3 separate regions of the Pan troglodytes genome follow, and all the other regions are linked to region 1. Evidence: chromatin contacts called from public HiChIP or PLAC-seq data. All regions are on one chromosome and are shown on one strand. Each heading gives the region's core, a stretch centred on a gene start, on an enhancer-like site or on the middle of the called end of the contact. The rest is flanking DNA. Distances are from core to core; before and after follow the strand shown.

Region 1 (2,552 bases), core at 35-2,534:
TAACTCTCAAGGATATCCAGTCATTTATAACACCGGCACAACCAACATCCTGGCTTTGTGGATTTGCAAGACAGAAAGCCAGTGAAGAAAAAAATCTGAACTATGGATTTACCTCGAACTGAAAACTGCAGGACAAGGGGACAGTGTTGTCTTGTGGGGATAACTTCTAGCATTTCATTCTGAAGAACAGTTTGTGTGTCACACTGCCACTCTCAACCCCTTTAAAAGGATGAATCAAGACCACAGCACTAAAAGGGACGGGTGGCAGTTGGCTGCGTAATTGGGCCTAAGAAAAAAGATCAAGCTAGCAACCAGGGCAATTGATGCTTTCATTTTCCCACACGACGCCAGAAATATGGGAGACATCAGGAACCGGAGCGAAGGGACATGTCAAGTCACCAGTTCCTTTTAATGAACACTCCTGCCGAACCCTTCAGCTCTCGGCCCACTTCCCTCTGATTCCTGCTAACCTTCCCGCTCGTTCCAATCCTCTGCAGCCCCTACCCAGCCTTCCTCATCCCTTCCTGCCTGCTACTCACAAATTCCCAACCACTCCTCCCACATTTTCCTCTGTTCCCCCTCCCCTTCCTTCACTTTCCTCCATCCTACATCATTCTCCACTCCATTCCGAACTCAATCCTCATCCGCAATCCTGCAGGCTTCCAAGCCGCCCATCGGTCTCCCGCGAGCTGCCCCCGCAGTCCGGGCCAGCGTCCTCGGTGCCCCTCGCTCCCACGCCTCTTCCCGACTCGGTTCCTTCCCAACGGCACCCGACCTCCCCGCCCCCCGACCGCTCCCGTCCGAGCCTCTCATTTCTGACCCCTCCATCCGCACAGCTCTGGGCTTGACCACTCCTCCACGGCCGCCCGAGGGCCGATCCCGAGAAAGGACGAGGCGCACCCTCCGCCCCGCACCCCTAGGCCCATTACCAGCCCCGCCGCAGCTGCCTCCTCCCGTGATGGTCGCTGCCGCCCCCGCTGCCGCCGCCGCCCTAGCCCGGTGGGAAGGAGGGAGGAGCGAGCGAGTCCCGGGCCCCGCGGCGACGGCCGGGGAGCTCCCAGGGCGGCAGGGCGGGGAGGGAGGGCGGTGGGCAGCCCAGCCGGCAAGCAGAGAGGGCCGGGCGGCTCCGGCAACTCGGGCGCCCCCAGCAGCAGACGCCCAGAACCGCCCCGGCTCCGGCTAACAATAGGCTCCGGCTGCAGCGCACTGGCTCTTATAGGCGCCGGCACGTCCTGACCGAGACCCGGGGCTGGCTGGGAAATGGAGTCTACGGGCCGGCCCCACGCCCAGCAGCATGCCGGGAGTTGTAGGCGGTAACTGCTGCAAAGCCGAAGCCGGCGGGCAAACCGGCTCCCGAGGCGGCATCTCTGCTGCAACCTTTTAATGGGGGAAGAGAGGAGACTCAGCTACAGATCTTAAATAAACGAATTCTCCTCCAAAGCTCCCTTTTTCTTTCGTGTCCTGACCACACGCCATTAGGAACATGATCCCCCCTTCTCCTCGCTCATGGGGTCTTAGTCTTCAGCAATATGACTTATTGCAGCCTGCGCAGGTTATAAAGAATACAAGCAATATCTTGAGTTATCTACTTATATGAGGGAGTGCTTTGAGTGTTTTCTTTAAAAAAAAAAAAAAAAAAAAATTGCTGCCGGGCGCGGTGGCTCACGCCTGTAATCCCAGCACTTTGGGAGGCCGAGGTGGGCGGATCACGAGGTCAGGAGATCGAGACCATCCTGGCTAACAAGGTGAAACCCCGTCTCTACTAAAAAATACAAAAATTAGCCGGGCGTGGTGGCGGGCGCCTGTAGTCCCAGCTACTCGGGAGGCTGAGGCAGGAGAATGGCGTGAACCCGGGAGGCGGAGCTTGCAGTGAGCCGAGATCGCGCCACTGCACTCCAGCCTGGGAGAAAGAGAGAGACTCCGTCTCAAAAAAAAAAAAAAAAAAAAAAAAAATCTTCTCAACTTTGCAAACTAATTTATTTATTTAAATAGAAAAGTGGTTTTCGCCATGTTGCCCCAGCTGGTCTTGCACTCCTGGGCCCAGGCGATCCGCCCGCCTCGGCCTCCCAAAGTGCTGGGATTATACGCATGAGCCACCGCGCCCTTCCGCAACCTATTTTTAAGAAAGGGCGCCAGGCGCGGTGGCTCATGCCTGTAATCCCAGCACTTTGGGAGGCCGAGGCGGGCGGGCCATGAGGTCAGGAGTTCGAGACCAGCCTGACCAACGTGGTGAAACCCTGTCTCTACTAAAAATACAAAAATTAGCCGAGGGTGGTAGCACGTGCCTTTAATCCCAGCTCCTCGGGAGGCCGACCCAGGAGAATGGCTTGAACCCGGGAGGCGGAGGTTGCAGTGAGCCAAGACTGCACCATTGCCCTCCAGCATGGTCAACAAGAGCGAAACTCCGTCTCAAAAAAAAAAAAAAGAAAAAGAAAAAGAAAAAAAAGGGGAAAACCAAGATTAAGAAGTCAAATTTGTATGTGATTTGCCAAGGACACAGAGCCTTGGTTTCTTCTCTGTTGTCTTTCCCTTGAACTATAAGGCTCGGCAAG
Region 2 (2,552 bases), core at 22-2,521, 150 kb after region 1:
GCCACTGCACTCCAGCCTGGCGACAGACCAAGCCTCTGTCTCAAAAATAAATAAATAAATAAATAAATAAAAATAAGGCTCGGCGCAGTGGCTTATGCCTGTAATCCCAGCACCTTGGGAGGCCGAGGCAGGTGGATCACCTGAGGTCAGGAGTTCGAGACCAGCCTGGCCAACATGGTGAAACCCTGTCTCTACTAAAAAATACAAAATTTGCCGGTCGTGGTGGCGGGCACCTGTAATCCCAGCTATTCGGGAGGCTGAGGCAGGAGAATTGCTTGAACCCAGGAGGCGGAGGTTGCAGTGAACCGAGATCATGCCACTGCACTCCAGCCTGGGCGACAGAGCAAGACTCCATCTCAAAAAAAAAAAAAAAAAAAAAAAAAAGAAAAAATTAAAACTTTTTTTAGAAAGAAAGAAAACCAGCCTGGCCAACATAGTGAAACCCCGTCTCTACTAAAAATACAAAAATTAGCCAGGAATGGTGGCGCACGCCTGTAGGCCCAGCTACTCAGGAAGCTGAGGCAGGAGAATTGCCTGAACCCGGGAGGTGGAGGCTGTGGTGAGATCGCGCCACTGCACTCTAGCCTGGGCAAGCGAGCAAGACTCCGTCTCAAAAAAAAAAAAGAAAAAGAAAAAGAAAAGAAAACACTTAATCGCTGCCCTAAAGGATGCCATCTTTGCCCTTAAGGATAATTAGGTTAGAAAGAGAAGCCACACATAGAGAAAAATAGAGGTACCATACAGGTCACCTGCAACAGGTGCTAAAAAAAGGAAAGGGCCACAAACACTCCATGGGTAGTGCAGTTATGTCAGTTTCAGTGCCAGGTGTTGCGTACAGCACGGAAAACATAATCCCTTCCTGTACGTGAGAAAGGCAACGACTGTCCTGGGGAAGACAGGGCAGCGAAGATTCCAGTGCAGGTCTCATTCAGGAAAGGATACATGTGAGCTGGAGTGGCAAAATAAATTTTAACAGAGCTGAAGCTTAAGTTGGGCTTGGTGGGGAGGGACGCATGATAAACTAAGGTGTGGGGAGCCGATTTCAGGCAGTGCGACAAATTTGCAGAAATCTAAGCCCCTCGTGGAAGGTTGCCAAGGTGAGGTGACCTTGAGTGAACGCGTGTAGGTGGAAAAAGGTTCCGGGGAATGCTTGCATCGTTCTGCATCCGAGCGTCCAACAGAGAAAACATCCTGTTTCCAGACAATACCTGCGTTTGGTTTTTCTCCAGCTGAGGGACACCGGTAGGGGGGTGGAGGACAGAAACGAGCAGGGGGTGGGGACAAGGCGAGTGGGCGGGACCGCGCGGACCCTCCCGCGGCCGACTGGAAGCCCGGCGCAGGGGCGGAGTTTCCGGCGGCAGCGCCACTCGGGCGTCGGGTGACGCTAGGCGGACGGACCATCATGTGACACGGAAGTAGCTCCGAACAGGAAGAGGACGAAAAAAATAACCGTCCGCGACGCCGAGACAAACCGGACCCGCAACCACCATGAACAGCAAAGGCAAGGACCGAGGGTGGCAGAGGTCGTCGGGGGGAGTACTGCTGGCCCAGAGCGAGCGGATTCGGAGCCCAGGGTCACCAAACGCAAGGTTTGGGGTGGGCTGCGCCATGCTCCCTGGCCGGCTGCAGTCCAGGGCGCTGCGCCTGACGCCTTCGTCAAACCGAAATTACGGCAGCTTGCTGCCTCCAGGCCCTTTCCTCCGTAAACTCTGTGGCGCAGTTTGGAGCTGCGGGCTCGGGTGGTGGGGGGGGGCCTTGACATGATGGGCATCCGCAGGAGCAAATAGAGCGCTAGCGCAGGCATTCGCGTAGGCCAATGGAGAGCCGGCGGAGGCGGGGCGCCGCGCAACGGAACCCCCGGCGGGGCCGAACTTAACTACTGAATTGCTGGAGTTGGTTCGTGGGCCGGGGCCTGTGAGGTCTCTTCTCCTTCCCTTCGCACCCCCTCGCCCTTCGCTGACGGGATCAGAACTTCTCCCCTTTTCTGTGGTTGTACCAGTGTGTCTGTCGGAACATGATTCCCATAACGCAGGAATAGGTTGAGGGGGTAAAAAAGGAATAGAAAAAAAAAAAAAAAAAGCCGAGCGAGGTTGCTCACGCCTGTAATCCCAGCAGTTTGGGAGGCCGAGGCGGGCGGATCACCTGAGGTCAAGAGTTCGAGACCAGCCTGGCCAACGTGGTGAAACCCCGTCTCTATTAAAAAATGCAAAAATTAGCTGGGCGTGGTGGCGGGCGCCTGTAATCCCAGCTACTCGGAAGGCTGGGGTAGGAGAATTGCTTGAACCCAGGAGACGGAGGTTGCAGTGAGCCGAGATCGCGCCACTGCACTCCAGCCTGGGCAAAAGAGCGAGACTCCGTCTCGGAACAAACAAAAAACCAAACCTGATCCCCCGCTTTTCCAGTGAGGATATTCCTCCTCACCCCTGCACCCTTTTCCCAGTCTCACGGTTCACTTCCATCATTCACACCCTTTGTTTGGAAGTCGACCTTGAATAGTAATCTGTAAGGAAAATCAGAACTGCTGTTACCCACGAAGTCTGGGCTGGTTGTAG
Region 3 (2,552 bases), core at 27-2,526, 140 kb after region 1:
GCCAACGTGGAGAACCTCTGAACAGCTGTGCCCCAGCGCCAAAGCAGCGAAGGGTCCCAGGTCTCTCACCCGGTGGCGGCCGTGGGCTGTGTTGTCTAAAAGCACATTTCCGGCCTTCTTGTCCAAGTAGACAAGGAAATGTGAACAGAAAGACAAAGTTCAGTGGAATGGTGAAAAACCTCTAGCAGCTTCTTAAGGTAGAGAGGGGACCAGAAAAGGGGTGGATGTGGGCGGCTGAGGGAAAGCAGATTGGAGAAGTGGTGGACAACTGAAAGAGAAAAAAGTTGGAAGACCAAAGTGGAAGCGTGGGAATGGAGAGAAGAACTGGGAAGGAAGGAGGCTCTGTAAATCCAGTGAATGTGGATCCCAATACTGAGGCCACCTGCTGTCATCCTAGGCTGTTCCCCCTCCCACCCTCTCCCGATATTTGGTGGTCTGAGGATAGCTAGAGGTAGATGGGTTAGAGGCAGTGTGAGAATGCAGTTGGAGGCCTCAGTCCTCCCCGGGACTGCTCCGTAAGGCCTCATGGTGGAAGGGCATTGAATGGCCCGGCCTCCTCGTTAACCTGGCCAGTGGACTAGGCTGTTATCAGCTTGCTGTTTCCATCTGGAAGTGAGCAGGTACTGCTGGCGGCGGATTTATGAGTAACCAATGTATTAGGAGTCAGAATACTTAGGTTTTAGTCCCAACTCTTCCACTAGCCGTCCAGGCAAGTAATTTTTCATTACTTATAAAACAAGGATAATATTTATAATGACATTTATAATGACTACTTCATAGGGTTAAGTTTGTGAGCCTGTATGTGAAAAAACTGAAAGCTGCAAGCTCTATACAACTGTAAGGTGTCATTCCTTGTACAATAGTTTGAACTCGTTTTAATGGCCATGTGAAACTCTACTGCGTGGCTTGGTATTACAGTTCTTGGGGTTTTTATTTGGCCGGTAGTCCCTGTAGTTTCTCTCCCTGGACTGTGAATTCTTTGAGAGCACTGGTTGTGACTTACTCATGTTTGTATTTCCCACTACTCTTTATGTGAAGAAGGGCCTCAGTATTGCTGCTGAACTTTGTCACATGAAGGTTGAAACTTTTCATTTATGTCACTTGGTTTGGTGCTACACATAGATCAAAGGCTTCGGATAGCATGGATATCAGCGACAGTTTGAAGAAAGAAATATGGATGTGATCAGAGGAGTTCAGGGAGACATACATAAAAATGTTAATCACGGTTTTCTTTATGTTGTATACACTAATGCATTGCTTAATATTTGATGAGCATATATTACTTTTTGTTTCTGTGTTTATTGGGGCATAACATGTACACAGTATGTGTATACCTTGATAAATTTTTACACGTATATACATATACACATGTATATATGTGTGTGTACACATATACACGTGTGTGTGTACACATATACACGTGTGTGTGTACACATATATACGTGTGTGTGCATATACACGTGTGTGTGTACATATACACGTGTGTGTGTACATATATACACGTGTGTGTGTACATATATACACGTGTATGTGTGTGTGTACAGATATGTGTGTGTGTGTACATAGATACGTGTATGTGTGTACATAGATACACATGTATAGATACACAAGTGTATACATATATACATGTCTATATATACATGTATATACTCACACACATATATATATCCATGTAATCCCCACCCAAAACAAGATATAGAGCCTTTCCAAGACCTGAGGATTCCCTTATATACCTTCACAGGCCATAAATTCCCAAAGTAACCATTATTCTGATTTCTGTCACCATAGATTGATTACTTGAGCTGATTCTTGAACTTCTCATAAATGGAATCAGACAATATGCAATCTTTTGTGTTTGACTTCTGTCACTCAACAAAAATTTTTTTTTTTTGAGACGGAGTCTTGCTCTGTCGCCCAGGCTGGAGTGCAGTGGTGTGATCTCGGCTCACTGCAACCTCCGCCTCTCGGGTTCAAGTGGTTCTCCTGCCTCAGCCTCCCAAGTAGCTGGGACTGCAGGTGCGTGCCATCACGCCCAGCTAATTTTTTTTTCTTTTTTTTTTCGAGATGGAGTCTCGCTCTGTCACCCAGGCTGGAGTGCAATGGTGTGATCTTGGCTCACTGCAACCTCCACCTCCCAGGTTCGAGTGATTCTCCTGCCTCAGCCTCCTGAGTAGCTGGGATTACAAGCACACGCCACCATGCCCGGCTAATTTTTGTATTTTTAGTAGAGATGGGGTTTCACCATGTTGGTCAGGCTGGTCTTGAACTCCTGACCTCATGATCCGCCCACCTCAGCCTCCTAAAGTGCTGGGATTACAGGCATGAGCCACCACACTCCCAGCTAATTTTTTATACTTTTGGTAGACACAGGGTTTCACCATGTTGGCCAGGCTGGTCTCAAACTCCTGACCTCAAGTCATCCGCCCTCCTCGGCCTCCCAAAGTGCTGGGATTACAGGCGTCAGCCACCACACCCGGCCTCAATATATGTTTTTGAGATTCATCCATGTTGTTGAATGTAGAAGTATTTTTTTATTGCTGTGTAGTATTCCA

What was found. HiChIP or PLAC-seq counts read pairs in DNA pulled down with a chosen protein or histone mark.
Region 2: an H3K4me3 HiChIP or PLAC-seq map of stem cell-derived excitatory neurons shows a contact between it and region 1, with 3 times the contacts expected there. The contact joins the promoter of DAZAP2 here to the promoter of CSRNP2 in region 1. A contact is called at or near these places in 1 of 7 Hi-C or Micro-C datasets (stem cell-derived neural progenitor cells) and 1 of 1 datasets of contacts at active chromatin or transcription factors (stem cell-derived excitatory neurons).
Region 3: an H3K4me3 HiChIP or PLAC-seq map of stem cell-derived excitatory neurons shows a contact between it and region 1, with 2.7 times the contacts expected there. The contact joins the promoter of POU6F1 here to the promoter of CSRNP2 in region 1. A contact is called at or near these places in 1 of 7 Hi-C or Micro-C datasets (stem cell-derived neural progenitor cells) and 1 of 1 datasets of contacts at active chromatin or transcription factors (stem cell-derived excitatory neurons).

Annotation. Positions count from the first base shown.
Region 1 is chr10:44,779,878-44,782,429 of NHGRI_mPanTro3-v2.0_pri, reverse strand. It overlaps CSRNP2 (cysteine and serine rich nuclear protein 2), which reads right to left and starts at 1,284. Exons shown (of 6, transcript XM_063785634.1): 1 at 930-1,284.
Region 2 is chr10:44,625,131-44,627,682 of NHGRI_mPanTro3-v2.0_pri, reverse strand. DAZAP2 (DAZ associated protein 2) reads left to right here and starts at 1,271. Exons shown (of 4, transcript XM_003952190.6): 1 at 1,271-1,501. The coding sequence starts at 1,489.
Region 3 is chr10:44,644,004-44,646,555 of NHGRI_mPanTro3-v2.0_pri, reverse strand. POU6F1 (POU class 6 homeobox 1) reads right to left here and starts at 1,276. Exons shown (of 11, transcript XM_054663334.2): 1 at 1-1,276.